Linked DNA regions of Canis lupus: region 1 is linked to region 2. Evidence: chromatin contacts called from public Hi-C data. All regions are on one chromosome and are shown on one strand. The core of a region is the stretch at or near the end of the contact, and the rest is flanking DNA. Distances in the headings are between cores, read along the strand shown.

The links. Hi-C and Micro-C count contacts between places; a contact is called where the count stands out from the background.
Region 1: a contact with region 2 is called in a Hi-C map of blood, with 3 times the contacts expected there. The contact joins the promoter of CLK3 here to the promoter of UBL7 in region 2. A contact is called at or near these places in 2 of 9 Hi-C or Micro-C datasets (amygdala and blood).

Annotation. Positions count from the first base shown.
Region 1 is chr30:38,141,073-38,147,999 of UU_Cfam_GSD_1.0, forward strand. It overlaps CLK3 (dual specificity protein kinase CLK3), which reads left to right and starts at 4,904. Exons shown (of 13, transcript XM_038580987.1): 1 at 4,904-5,021.
Region 2 is chr30:38,014,978-38,022,644 of UU_Cfam_GSD_1.0, forward strand. UBL7 (ubiquitin-like protein 7) reads right to left here and starts at 1,340. Exons shown (of 12, transcript XR_005381875.1): 1 at 1,189-1,340. It also overlaps the pseudogene LOC106558048.

The sequences.
Region 1 (6,927 bases), core at 3,654-6,153, 130 kb after region 2:
CGGCTGGGGAGGGGACTAGGGTGGAGATGCCTCCTCTGCGGTCCCCTACACACACGGGAGCCTCGGTCCCAGGCACTTCCACCGCTGAGCACCCCGACTTGAGCCCCGCAGCTAGGGTCCTCTCCCCTCTGCCCCCAGCCTGGCCCTGGGCCGGCAGCAGGGCTTTGGCCACGTGTGGCAGAGGCAGGACTTGCTGAAGCTGAAAGATTTCCCACACGCTGCCCCGAAAGGGCCCAAACCGGGACAACCAGGGGGACTGATCCCTGGGGAAGGGAGCCTGGCTTCGGCCACGTGAGTCAGGGTTTGGGGCTCAGGGCTGTTCCAGCCGGAGGAGACGGGGCTGGCCCACCTCCTGCCCACAGGGCCACCTCGCCCAGCGTGAGAGCCGGGCCCCCAGTCCAGCGGGGACAATAGGAGGGTGGGACCGAGCAGCACCCCCACCCCCGCAGCCCCTGGGGCCTGCACAGGGCCCTCTGCCAGCACCGCCTCCGAGGCAGTCACTGCAGCGGCCACCGGCGCCTCCCCCCAGCCTCCCGCTCACCTGGGGGGACCCCCCACTCCACCCAGTCAACAGCTGCACCTCCACCAGGGCTGTGGCTCCGTGTGCCAGGCCTGCGCTCGGGCAGCCCGCCCCTACCGCAGCCCCTGCTTCCCTCCTCCCCAGCACCCAACTCCTCCAGGAGGCCCCCCCTGACCGCAGCCCACGGACGCTGCTCCGAGCTCCAGGCCTCGGCTCTGGACCGGGCGGCACCAGGCTGCACGCTGTCAACAAAGGATGCTCTTCGTGGGACCCCGAGTGCGGCGGTGCTGGAGCGTGCTGTGGGGACGTCCTGCTCCGGTCCGTCCCTCCTGGATGTTCTCTCTTCCTCACGGTCACCCGGCTTCGGAATCCCCCAAGGGCGGGGCCTAGACTCCCCTGCTTCTCTGCCCCCTGGCACAGGTGGGCACAGGCTTGCTCGGTCGGCGCCCTGCACACCCTGTGGGGCCAGCCCTGCCAGGGCTCTTGGGCAACCTGGGCAAGCACGAGCAGCTGCTCCTATAGGAAGGTTGCGTCCTGAGCCTGGGTGGGGACTCAGACTCCATCCAGGCCCTGAAGAGCGGGGGTGACTTCCCAAATGCTTGGCGGGGGCGGGGGGGGAAGGGGGTCCCTCTCTGGGCTGCACGGAAGCCTCTTTCTTGCCTTCTTCCTTCCCTGCTGCTGCTCCAAGAACGAAGGCCAGAGAATAGAGTATAAGGCAGGGCCACGTTCAGGGCCGTGCCCGCGTCCACTTAGAAGAGGCCCCGGGCCAAGGGGGGGCTGTTGGCTCCTCTGCTCCAAACACAGCTGCGCCTTCTCCACCCCGCCCACAGCAGCAGGATCTGCCCCAGGACTGGGTGCCCTGGCTTGTCTTTCGCGTCCTGGTCTGGCCTCCTCTACTCCTGTCCCTGGGCCCCCTGGCCACTGTGCCTCTCCGGCTCCAGGTGGGCCAGGGGCGGGAGTGGGGTGCTGCCCAGGGCGCTGGTGAGGGCCGTCCCTGCCCCCGGGCGCAGCCGCGCCTGCGGACCCCGATGGAGCAGGCTGGCTCTGCTGTGATGAGCCCAGCCAGGGCCCGCCGCCAGCCCAGCATGGACCTGTGCCCTGGCTCACACACAAGGGACACAGTGCGGAGGGGGTGCCCAACTATTATCGCTACGGGCCCCAGATGTGTGGCCCTCCACTGCCAGCCGGACCTGAGGCGGACGGGCCGCTGATGGCTTTGGAGCTCCAGCAACAGGACGCTGTCGTGGAATAAGGGCTGGGAGGCAGGAGCAGACAGGCTGCCAGGTGGCTCCCCAGGGTGACCCCAGGCACGGGAGGGAGCAGGAGCTCTAGGAGGGGTCAGCTGCGGGCTGAGACCCCCAGGTCACTAGGCTGTCACAGGGTAGCACTGCCCACACCCTCCCATGTGGCACGGGTGCTGGGTACCTCCCCTAGGACCTTCAGCTTGCATGAACCTTCACCCTCCTCTCCCCTGGGGACCGTAGCTTTCACCAGGGGCAACTGGGCCTTGAAGGGAATCCTTCTGTCCACTGGGCCAAAGCCAGCCACCTCCCTTGCTCCCTCCAAGTCTCCCAAGGCAGGGACCCCAGCCCTTCCTTTGCCTCCAGGGTGCCCCCAGTCACACCAGGTAGTGCACCACACACCTCCAGGGGGCGCCATTCGCGGAGGCGACATGCAGCACAGCAGCCCTGCTGGGGACCTGATTCCCATCTGTCTCCTTTGGAAGCCCAGACCTTGACAAGCCTTCTTCCATGGTGAGAACACGACCCAGATGTGGGCCCCAGCCCTGAGCATTCTGGAGCCCTCAGCCTGGGAAGAGGACCCTGCTAGCTCAGGGGACGTACCGGGGCTGTGGATAAGCAAGGAAGACTGCAGGGGGGGGGGCGGGAGACGGCTGGGCCAGGAGCCCCCCAGGGCCCCGCGGAGTCCCAGCTCGCATCCCGCCTCTGCAGCACCTGTGCTGCCTGCACGGCCGCCCCTGCCGGCCACACCCACGGTCCTTCTGACAGCCTCTGGCTGGCTCCTGGGCTGAGCACCTGCCAGGAAAGGGGGGGGTCAGGCTTCGACCCGGCCCCGATGCCCCTGCACCCTTCGGTGGGCCTCCAGGAGCAGGCGTGCCAGGGGGACATGGGGCAGCCTCCAGGGCCACGGGCTCTGCCTCTGTGTGCGCCCCGGGGTGGGGCAGTCCTGCCCTCCGAGCAGCGGCTCCGAGGCCCCGGGGCTGAGCGCGCACCTAACCCTGACGGCCCCCTATAACCCTGGCGGCCCCCTATAGCCCTGACGGCCCCCTATAACCCTGGCGGCCCCCTATAACCCTGGCGGCCTCCTATAACCCTGATGGCCCCCTATAACCCTGACGGCCCCCTATAACCCTGATGGCCCCCTATAACCCTGGCGGCCCCGGGGCCCAGCGTTTTCAGATTTCAAACCAACATCAGCCTCGAGCCCACTAAGCAGATCTCTCGTCCAACGGCTTCCAAACGCCGTGGGGCTGACTGGCCCGGCCACTTGCTGACCACCAAGCTCATCGGGCCTCCCCGGCTGGGGCAGCGGAACCGAAGCTCAGCAGGGGATGCCAGTTGCCCCAGGTCAGGAAGCGGGACCGCTGCAAACTGGGCCCTGCTGCTCGCCCCCCCCAGTACGGGTGTCCGGGACCCATGATTTAGCTCTAACGTGGGGGTCAGAAGGCCTTAAACCAGCTTAGCGCCTCGGCACGCCCCAGGCTTCCACAGCTTTGGCTGTACGATGGGGGCCCCGGGCGCCACCAGCCACCAGCTTGGCAACGGGACCGCTCAGCCTCGCTTCACCTCTGGGCCGGAGCCTCGGGTTCCTACCACTGTCCTTCCACCCACAGCCCCTGCCCCAGCTGCGTGGGCCCGGGAGAGGGCGCCCACTGAGGAGAGGCTCCGGGCCGAGCTCCCCCGCCCCCTGACTTGCTCGCTCCTCGCTCCTGTTCCCAGACTGGGGCTCAGGATCGCCGCCACCCGCCAGCCCTCTCCCTGCTGTCACCCTGACGCCAGGCCACATCCTTGCAGCCCCTCCGCGCTCTCTCCACGTTTCAGCACCTTGCAGGGCCTGACGACGGCCCCTGGCACCGGGGAGGGGGGGCGGGCAGCACCCACTGCACCACGGCTGTGGGCTCGGTCTTCCCGCTAAAACCAGGCGGGCCCCAAGGACGGCCCCCAGCGCTTACTGGGAACCCGCACCTGCCTGCTTGCTGCGGGTGGCGGCGGCCGGGTGGAGCCGGTGCAGCCGGAGCGGACGAAGGCACAGCGCCCAGGGCCCGGACACGGGGAGGGGGCCTGGCTGTCCCTGCAGCGCCCACGGAGGCTTCCCGGGCTCCCCGCGCCCAGGCTCAAAGGGGAATTCACTGCCCAGGGAAGGCAAAGGCGGCCGTGGAGAGTCGAGGGGGCGGGGCGGGAGGCCGGGAGCTGCAGCCCGGCAGGCAGGGGCCGAGCCGGGGGCGGGAGCCGCTGCGGGTCCCCCCGCAGCCCCTGAGCCAGGCCGCACTCTCGCACCCAGAGAAGGCTTGGTGGGCGCGGGCCGCAGAGGCGCTGCTGGAGCCCGTCCTGCGGGAGGGGCCGTGCGCTTCGCCCCGCCACGTCCCCCCACTCCGCCTTCGCCCGCACCCGCGACGCTTCATCCCCCGTAGCAAAGAGGCTCTCACGGCGGGGCCGACCGCGCGGCCTGGGCACGGGGGGCGTCGAGGGCCCGGCCGCGGCCTCCTGAACCCAGGGCCCCGCCGCACCCGGTGCCGCGGCACACGCAGAGCCGGGCCGGTCCGCGCCCTCGGGCCCGGGGCCGCCGCGAAACCGGGCGGGGCGGGGCGGGGCGGGGTGGGCTCCGCGGCGGGCCCCACCTCCCGGCCCCCAGCGCCCGCCGCCGGGCCGGCTCCCCGGTCGAGGCTCGGGGCCTACGTGCGTCGCGACACGCGGACGGCGGACCGCGGCCAGGGGCGGCCTCTCGGTCCCCCGGAACCAGTGCGCACGGCGGCGGGGCCGGTCCCCCAGAGCCTCCGAGGGACGGGCTAGAGAGGCCGGTTCCCCCCGCCAGAGCCTCCGAGGGACGGGCTAGAGAGGCCGGTCCCCGCCCCCCGAGCCTCCGAGGGATGGACTAGAGAGGCCGGTTCCTCCGAGCCTCCGAGGGACGGGCTAGAGAGGCCGGTCCCCGCCCCCCGAGCCTCCGAGGGATGGACTAGAGAGGCCGGTTCCTCCGAGCCTTCGAGGGACGGGCTAGAGAGGCCGGTCCCCCAGAGCCTCCGAGAGAAGGGCTAGAGAGGCCCGTCCCCGCCCCCCAGAGCCTCCGAGAGACGGGCTAGAGAGGCCGGTCCCCGCCCCCCGAGCCTCCGACGGACGGGCTAGAGAGGCCGGGCCGCCGGGCGGGGCCCGCCGAGCGCCGCGTCACGCGAGGGGCGGGGCCGCGCGGCGGAGGCCGAGCCGGAAGCGGAAGAGGCGCTCGGAGCGGGGAGTGGGGCCTAGCCGCAGCCGGATCCTGGGCCACGGTGAGTGCGGGCCCGCGGCGGCGGCGGGGGGTGAGGCGGGCGCGCCGGGCGCGGGCCTCTGGCCCCGGGTGGGTCCCGGCCCCTCCTCCTCCTCCTCCTCGGCCCGCCCCTGGCCGCGGCCCCGACCTCTCACCCCTGACCCGCGGCTTCTCCGGAGGGGCGGCCGCCGCAGACCGCGACCTCCGGGCCCCGCGGAGCCGGTGCGGGTGTCGGGCCGCGGCGTCTGAGCGCCGGGCGGCCGGGAGCGGGGTCCCCCCGGGGCCTGCGCGGGCCTCGGACCCTCCCGCGGCCCCTGCGCGAGGCCCGCAGGCTCCTCCCCGCGCCGCCCGGAGTTGGATCGCGGTTGAGGCCGGCCCCCCGCCCGGTGCGGCGGTTACGGGGAAGGGGCCCGGGGCCCGGGGCCGCAGGGGCGCCAGGAAGGGACGCGAGCGGGGCCCGGCGGCGGGGGGAGCCGCGGATGCAGCCGCCGGGGGAGCCGCGGGGGGAGCCGCTCCGGCCGGGGGAGGGGCCGGGCCGGGGCGCTCGGGGGCTCGGGGCGCGCTGGTTCCGGGCGCGGGCGCCCCGTTGCGGAGCCGGGGAGGGAGCTGCCTGCGCCGGGCCCCCGTCGAGGCGGGGCTGGCGGCCTTCCAGCTTCCCTCCTCCGTGCCCTTGAAAAGGAGGAGCGTTTCCCTCGGTGGCAGCGGCTCGGAAGGCGGCGGGTTTGAGGCCGCGGCGGTGCGGCGGCGGCGGCCAGAAGCAACCGGGGCGCTGGTGCGGCGGGCCCGGGAGCGCAGAGGCGCCCGCCGCTGCTCCGCTTGCCAGCCCGGCCTGGCTTCCTTTACGTGGTCTCCCTCTTCGCTGCAAGAGCAGAGCCTCCTGGACCTGACTGTGACCCCTAAGTAGCCGGCTTGCTGGGGTCTCAGAGCATCCGAGGTCGTGGATGAGGACGGTAGACGGGGGCATCTTGCTCCCAGCGCTTGGGTCTAGCATGCGTTGAAGGAGAGGCCACCTGCCCTGGATCCCTTGTGCGGTGCGGGGAGCGCTCCTCCTTGTCACCTCCTGCCAGGTGGGCCGGCCGGCGTTGTCTCCAGGGTTCAGGTGTGGTGACCAAGGCCTAGCGTGACTTGTGTCAGGTCCCGAGGCCACAGAGTGGCAGCACTAGGATTTAGTTGGGGTTTTTCTACCCAGGGCTCTTTCTCCTCTTGGAAGAGGCTTAAAAAATATATTGTTTCTGTCCTAACATAGACTCGGAGGTGTTACCTGGAATCTTTTTTAATCTTGCTAATGAAAGGCTGACTTCAGTAAAGCCATTTGACATAAAAGCAGGTATTGTCGAAGTGGCATAATTAAATCCTCGCAGAGCCCCAGGAGGGATGGCTGTTCCCTCGTTGCCAGAGGAAGTCGAAGGTCAGGGTAGTTGAATAGCTTGCCCGACGGCAGGCGCACAGCTGGCAGGGGCAGTGTTGGGATTCCGGCAGATCTGAACTTGTGTTCGGTTCACTGTGGTGAACATGGGTGGACACACGAATCCTCCAGGTCCCAGGAGGCAGTCTTGGGGGTGAGGTTTGAGGTCGCAGCGCTGGGGCAGCATCAGCCAAAAGTAACCACGGGGTGCAGGTGTGGAGGATCGCGTCCTCCAGCTCTGGTGCTTCTGTCCGCCTGGCCACCAGAGCATGCTCCACGTCACTCAGGGAGACGTGAGATCCTGCCCTCACCCCATAACTTGGGCGCTTGGCCTAGGGTAATTGCAGGAAAACAGTGAAACATTAGTCAGCTGGTCATCAAAACAGAAAAGCAATTTAAGCTCTTGGGGAGTTGTTGGTGATTTCACATAGTGTTTACCTCCAGGGGTTGCTGGGGCCTGGGCCTCCAGGTAGATAGGGGAAGAGCCTGCTGGTGGGGAGACGAAAGCAGCGATTTTCTCAGG
Region 2 (7,667 bases), core at 90-2,589:
AACCAGAATCTGTGAGTCCTCCCTCTCCTTACTCATCCTATGAGAAACAGCATAAGACTTCAGTTTTCTAGGCCTCAGTTCCTTCAATCTTTAAAGTGGACATAAAAACCCCATCTCACCTAATAGGAAATGTTGTGAGGTTCAAACGAGATCATCCAACCCTCTCCCTATGTATGCTCCTTATTGCCAATTTTCTTCATCAATTCTTTTCTTACATGATTTAAAAAAAAAAATTTTATTGGAGTTCAATTTGCCAACATGTAGCATAACACCCAGTGCTCATCCCACCAAGTGCCCCCTTCAGTGCCCGTCACCCAGTCTCCCCAACCTTCCTGCCCACCTCCCCTTCCACTACCCCTTGTTCATTTCCCAGAGTTAGGTGTGTCTTTCTTACATGATATATATATATATATTTTTTTAATTGGAGTTCAATTTGCTTCTTCCTCAATTCTGTATAACAAGTTCCCTGCCTCTTGCCTCTCTCCCTGTCCAATATCCACGCTGCCCCTCAACCCATCACTTTAGTGTTTTCTACTCAAGCGTTTGCATTCCTTTCAAGCGTCCAATACAGCGACTCACCAATTTACAGCACTCCCTGCTCATCCTGCTCATCACCTACTTCTCCCATCCTCCACCCCCTATCCGCCCCCCCCCCCCCCAGCTCCCTCCTGGAACCATCTGTTAGCTCTGCCGACTCCTACCTGGATCCTTCAAATACAACCTCCTCCGTCCCGTCTCCCTGCCCTCTGACGTCCCCACACCCCCCTTTGTAAGCAAACGCTTGCAAATACTTATTTAATGCCCAACCCCCCACCCCATTCCCATTCTTGGGAGGCCCTGCCGTGAAAGCAAAGAAGAGAATTTCTGCCTCTTCGTCCCAGTGTTTGGCCGATGTGTCCAGAAAAATGAGTCAGAGACTCCTGCGGGTGGGAGACCCTCCTAGGGCAGGGCGGGCCGTGGTCAGGATCATGACCCCGTATCTCACTTGCTCCTCCCAGCTGCTCCCTGAAGGGCCTTATCACGCACAGTACAGACCAGGGCACCGAAGCCCCTGGCCCAAGGTTACAGCCAGCCAGCAGCGGGGCAGGGACGCTGTGTCGCAGGCGACGACCCCGCCGCCCCCACGGGGGCTGCTAAGTAGTGGACGCTCGTCGGGCCCGCGCGGCCCGGGGCCCCCAGCGCCCTCACCCGTCCCGCGGAAGGAACCCGGCCGCAGAGCCGCCGGTGTAAACACGCTCCGGGCCACTCGCCGGAAACCGGAAGTCCCGCGCTGCATTCTGGGAGTTGCAGTCTTTCTGCGGCGGCCCCGCCCCTCCCGAGGCGCCGGCCGCCTACTCGGCTTCCGGTCAACCCACGCGGGGGGGCGTGGCCTCCGGGCCGCTTGAAATTTCCCGCGCGGAGACTCCACCGCTGGGCACCCCAGGAGTCGCGAGAAGCTGCATATTTTGGATGCACTGTAAGAATTGCATTGTAAAAAAAATAAAAAATAAAAAATAAGAATTGCATTGTGTTTGCACGGAAGTTAGGATGAGCGCTCAAATGTGGAAGAAGGGGCAGCCCGGGTGGCTCAGCGGTTTAGCGCCGCCTTCAGCCCAGGGCCTGGTCCTGGAGACCCGGGATCGAGTCCCGCGTCGGGCTCCCTGCATGGAGCCTGCCTCTGTGTGTCATAAATAAGTAAGTAAGTAAATAGATAGATAAATATAAATAAATATGAATAAATATAAATAATAAATAAATAATAAATAAATTAAATTAAAAATAATAAATAAAAATAAATGAATAAAAAATAAATTAAATTAAAAATAATAAATGAAAATAAATGAATAATAAATAATAAATAAATAGTAAATAAACTGAAGAAGATATCAAGCCTTTAAGAGTTAAGACATGATGAAAAAAAGAACAGGCATATTTGAGAAGAACCAAAAATAACTTTTAGAAATAGGTATCGTCACTGAAATTAAGAATTGCACAAATGTAGGTCCTCGTCAAGAATGTGTATTATGAATATCTTCCCAGTGGTTGGCTTGCTCTTTCACACGCTTAATGGTGTTTTGTTTTTTGGTTTTTTAGATTTTACTTATTTATTCATGAGAGACACCGAGAGAGAGAGGCAGAGACACAGGTAGAGGCAAAAGCAGGCTCCTCGCAGGAGCCCGATGCGGGACTCAATCCTGGGACTCCAGGATCATGCCCTGGGCCAAAGGCAGACGCTCACCTGCTGAGCCACCCAGGTGTCCCAGGCCTTTTCAACTTGAGGCTGAGTCCTTTTAACATACAGTCCTGGAAGTTTTTGATGGTTTCCACACTGTCATGACAAGAGTCCTAGACTCATCTTGTACAATTCCTGCCCCAAACCCAAAATGAGCCATTCCTTCAAGAAGGTCAAATGGTTGTTAGTGGGAAATTGTATTGCAAGATCCCAATCAACACCTAGAGATGCTTAGTGCTACTAGATTGCTCATTATTTCTAAGGTGCTTTGGTGGTCAGAGCTAGAAAGAGATCTAGATCTTTATAGAGATAAAAAGTTTATATGGTTCCTTCAAATTCAAGGCTGCAGGGGGGGGGGGTTCATAATCTTTTCTATGTTGCATGTTTATTTCCTGTCTTCCACACTGAGATTCTTAGTTCTCAAGAACATAGGGGTATCTCTTTTCCTCCCCGGCTGCTTGAAGCTTGGCCACCATCATGAACGACACAGTAACTATCCAGACCAGGAAGTTCATGACCAACCACTTCAGCAGAAACAGATGCTCATTGATGTTCCTCACCCCGGGAAGGCAACAGTACCTAAGACAGAAATTCGGGAAAAACTAGCCAAAATGTACAAGACCACACCAGATGTCATATTTGTATTTGGATTCAGAACCCATCCTGGTGGTGACAAGACAACTGGCTTTGGCATGATTTATGATTCCTTGGATTATGCAAAGAAAAATGAACCCAAACATAGACTTGCAAGACATGGCCTGTATGAGAAGAAAAAGACATCAAGAAAACAGCGCAAAGAATGCAAAAACAGAATGAAGAAAGTCAGGGGGACTGCAAAAGCCAATGTTGGTGCTGGCAAAAAGTGAGCTGGAGATTGGACAACAGAAGGAGTAAAGATTCTGCAGTGGCTTTATCTGTGATGATTCTGCAGATTTTTCATGAGAGGATTAATAAACTAAGAATGTTAAAAAAAAAAAACAGAACATAGGGGTAAGCCATAATTACTCATTTACTTTAGCCCACATTATATAAATAACACTCTCCAAAATAAGAGTACAATCATCACCAATATAATTGTTAAGAAAGGTGTAAGGAGTGTCTGGTTGACTCAGTTGAAGAGCATGTGACTCTTGATCTCCAAGTCATGAGTTCGATCCCCACATTGGGTATAGAGATTGCTTAAATCAATGAATAACTTTTTAAATTAGGGACGCCTGGGTGACTCAGCAGTTGAGTGGGCGTGATCCTCAGGTCCCAGGATGGAGTCCCACGTCAGGCTCCCTGCATGGAGCCTGCTTCTCCCTCTGCCTGTGTCTCTGCCTCTCTCTCTCTCTCTCTCTCTCTCTCTTTCTCTCTCTCTTTCTCTCTGTCTCTCATGAATAAATAAATAAAATATTTTTTAAAAATAAAAATAATTTAAAAATAAAAAAACTTTTAAAATTAAAAAGAGGAGAAAAGTTAAAAATTTTCTTTTGCACATACTTTTCACTCTACCCCTTCCACTCGTCTCTACTTCAACAGACATATTATGTATTATCTGAATCTATACCATTAAATACCTTCTTCCTTTTAATACTTTTTAAAAATATGTTTTATTTATTTATTTGACAAAGAGAGAGAGCACAAGCAAGGGGAGCAGGATAAGGAGAAGCAGACTCCCTGCTTAGCAGGGAGCCTGATGTGGAGCTCAATCCCAGGACCCCGAGCTGAAGGCAGACACTCAACCAACGGAGCCACCGAGGCATCCCTCTTGTAACACTTTTAGTTCTCCAAGGAATTCTGTGTTTAATGTTCACAACTAGTGTTTGTTTTTTTTTTGTTTTTTTTGTTTTTTTTTTTTTTTTACCATTGAAACTCACTCTGTACTAGATTTCCCAGGAAGGGTTACAATATTCCTGGAGCTTTTTCATAGCAATAGCCTTTACATGTAAAAATCAATTATCTAAACATAAAATTTTGGGTTCACATTTTCTTTCCTCAAGATATTTCATTTTCTTATGATGAAAACCGAATTTTCTTTCCCTTGCAATTTGTTTGCCCTTTTTACTTGCTCCTAGTTTCATCAAATATATTTCTTTCTTGGGGCATCTGGCTGGCTCAGTCAGTTAAGCCTGACTTGATTTCAGCTCAGGTCATCATCTCAGGGTTGTGAGATAGAGCCTCACATTGGGCTCTGCACTGAATGTGGAAACTGCTGAAGATTTTTTTCTCTCTTCTTCTCCCTCTGCTCCTTTTTCCCCAACTCACATGCACTCATGCGCTCTCTCTCTAATAAAAATAAAATTTTGGGATGACCGGGTAGCTCAGCAGTTGAGTGTCTGCCTTTGGCTCAGGGCGAGATCCTGGAGTCCCGGCATCAAGTCCCACATCGGGCTCCTTGTGAGGAGCCTGCTTCTCCCTCTGCCTGTGTGTGTCTTTCTCTCTCTGTGCCTCTCATGAATAAATAAATAAAATATTTTTAAAAATAAAATAAAAATTTAAATTCTCAAAAATAATTTTCTTTTTCTATAAGTTCTGGTAATTTTGCCAAACTATGCCTTGGTGTCACTCGTTCTAGGTCAGTTATCTCAGGCAAATGGTAAGATCTTTCAAAACATAACATCGATTTTTAAAAATTTCATGACAACTTTTTTGAATTATAAGTTTTAGAATTACAAGTTTTCTCTTGCTCTGATTTGCTTCTTAAGAAGACTCTTGTTATTCATATGTTGGATCTTTGTTCTCTCTTCAATATTTTTTGCTTTTTCTCCAATCCTTTATATCTTCCTTTTTTATTTTTTAGATGTTCCTTCTTTCCTCCTTATATTTCTCTTATAGCGTTACCTGCCGTATTTATTCCTCCTTGTGTTCCTTTTGTTTTAGGCTTTATTTTGTATTTTTCTTCTTTTATTTGTATATTCTTTTCTGAGCTCTTTCACTTCATTTCTGAGCTTTCCTCGTCCTAATTGATGTTATGCTTTCATATCACATACCATTTCCTTAAGATCTTTTAGTTCATTTGGGGCACCAGAGCCTGTTGGGTGACCAACTCAATTTCAGTTCAGGTCTTGATCACAGGGTTGTGAGTTCAAGTCCCATACTGGGCTCTACGCTGGGCATGGAGCATACATTTTTTTTAAAGATTTTTATTTATTTATTCATAGAGACACAGAGAGAGAGAGAGGCAGAGACACAGGCAGAGGGAGAAACAGGCTCCATGCAGGAGCCTGACGTGGACTCGATCCCAGGTCTCCAGGATAACATCCTGGGCCGCAGGCAGCGCTAACCTGCTGCACCACCGGAGCTGCCCGAGCATACATTAAAAAAAAAAGGAAAGATCGTCTCGGTCATTTTGAAATAAGTGATTGTCATTTATGTCTCTTGCTCATATCCTATTGGTATGCTTTCACTGCTAATAAGGATGTAATTCTGCTCCTTATTCTCTTTTTCATACAATAATCTTGTATGAGATTTGACTTCTTCCCTGTTGTTTATTATGAATAGCTATGAATGCTTATGTTAAAAAACAAGAAAAGTTCTCAAATCAGCAACCTACCTTACATCTTAAGGAACTAGAAAAAGAACAAACTAAGCCCAAAGCTAGCAGAAGAAAGGACATAATAAAGACTAGAGCAGAGAGAAATGAAATACAGAAGAGAAATACCAATGAAACCAGAAGTTAGTTGTTTGAAAAAAACAACAAAATTGACAAACTTTAGCTAGATGGACTGAAAAAAAGAGAAGACAAATCATTCACATCAGAAATGAAAGTGGAGAGGTGCCTCAGTCGGTTAAATATCTGCCTTCGGCTTGGGTTGTGATCCCAGGGTCCTGGGATCAAGCCCTGTGTCAGGCCCCTTGCTCGACAGAGTCAGTTTGTCCCTCTTCCCCTGTGTGTGCTCTCTCTGTGTCAAATAAGTAAATAAAATCTTTTGAAAAATGGAAGTGGGGACATTACCACTGATTCTACAGAAATAAAAAAAAACTGCAAGAGAGTACTGGAACAATTGTATGCTAACAAATTGGGTAACATTGATGAAATGGACAAATTCGGGGCACCTGGGTGGCTCAGGCAGGCATCTACCTTCAGCTCAGGTCATGAGTCCAGGGTCCTGGGGTAGAGTCCCACATTGGGCTCCCTGCTCAGTGCAGGATCTGCTTCTCCTTCTCTCTCTACTGACCCCCTGCTTGTGCTCTCTCACTCCTTCTGTCAAATGAATAAATAAAATCTTTTAAAAATGGACAAATTTCTAGAAACACAAACCCACCAAGACTAAATCATGAAGAAATAGAAGATCCGAATAGAACTATAACTAGTAAGGAGACTGAATCAGTAATAAAAAAATTTCCCAACATCTGACAACTAGAGGGTGCTGAGAAGTTTTGAGTAACACTTTGCTTAAAACCCAAACAATCCAACAAAGAAAAGCCCTGAACCTAATGGCTTCGTTGGTGAATTCTACCAAACATTTAAAGAACTAATACCAATCTTTCTCAAACTTTTGCAAAAAACTGAAAAGGAGAGAACACTTCCCAACTCAGTTTACAAAGGCATTACCCTGTTATCAAAACCAGACAGCAGGGATCCCTGGGTGGCTCAGCCATTGAGCGTCTGCCTTTGGCCCAGGGTGTGATCCTGGAGTCCCGGGATCAAGTCCCACATCGGGCTCCCTGCATGGAGCCTGCTTCTCCCTCTGCCTATGTCTCTGCCTCTCTGTGTCTCTCTTGAATAAATAAGTCTTTAAATAAAAAAAAGAAAGAAAGAAAGAAAGAAAGAAAGAAAGAAAGAAAGAAAGAAAGAAAGAAAGAACCACACCCAAATGTCATGAGCATCCATGCAAAAATCCTCCACAAAATCCTAGCAAACAATTCAGTGGCATATGCAAAGGATTATACACCATGACCGCATGGGATTATTCCCAGAATGCAAAGATAGTTCAACATACAAAAATGTATTAATGTAATTTACAGCACATCCACAAAAGGAGGGGAAGGAACCACAGGAGCATTTCAATATAGAAAAGGCACTGACAAAACTAATCTAATTTACTAACTGACACCCATTTAAGTTAAAGACACTTAACAAACTAACAATACAAGGAAACTACCTCAACAAAATAAAAGGGGCCTTCTTAATTACATCCCCCTCCACTCACATGGCAATGACTTTGGATTTTCTGAGCATACACCAGCTGGCTGGGGGGAGGCAGCCCAGAGGCTGCTGGCTGGGGAAGGGAGGGGAAGGGAGAGGGGAGGGAGTCAGGCCAAGATGGAAATTCTGTGTTCTCACAGCAGAGCGATGATGGGGTGCTGACCCCTGCCCTCTGCCCTCTCCTGAAGGGACCCTCTGCCAGCCTCCTGACGGAAAGCCATCTTTGTCCTGCTTATAGGCTCAGAGGACGTGGTGTTCACTCAAGCCAGCCTGTCCTCTGAGAAACACCACTTTCAGGGTCCAACCCACTGAGCTGGCCGTTAG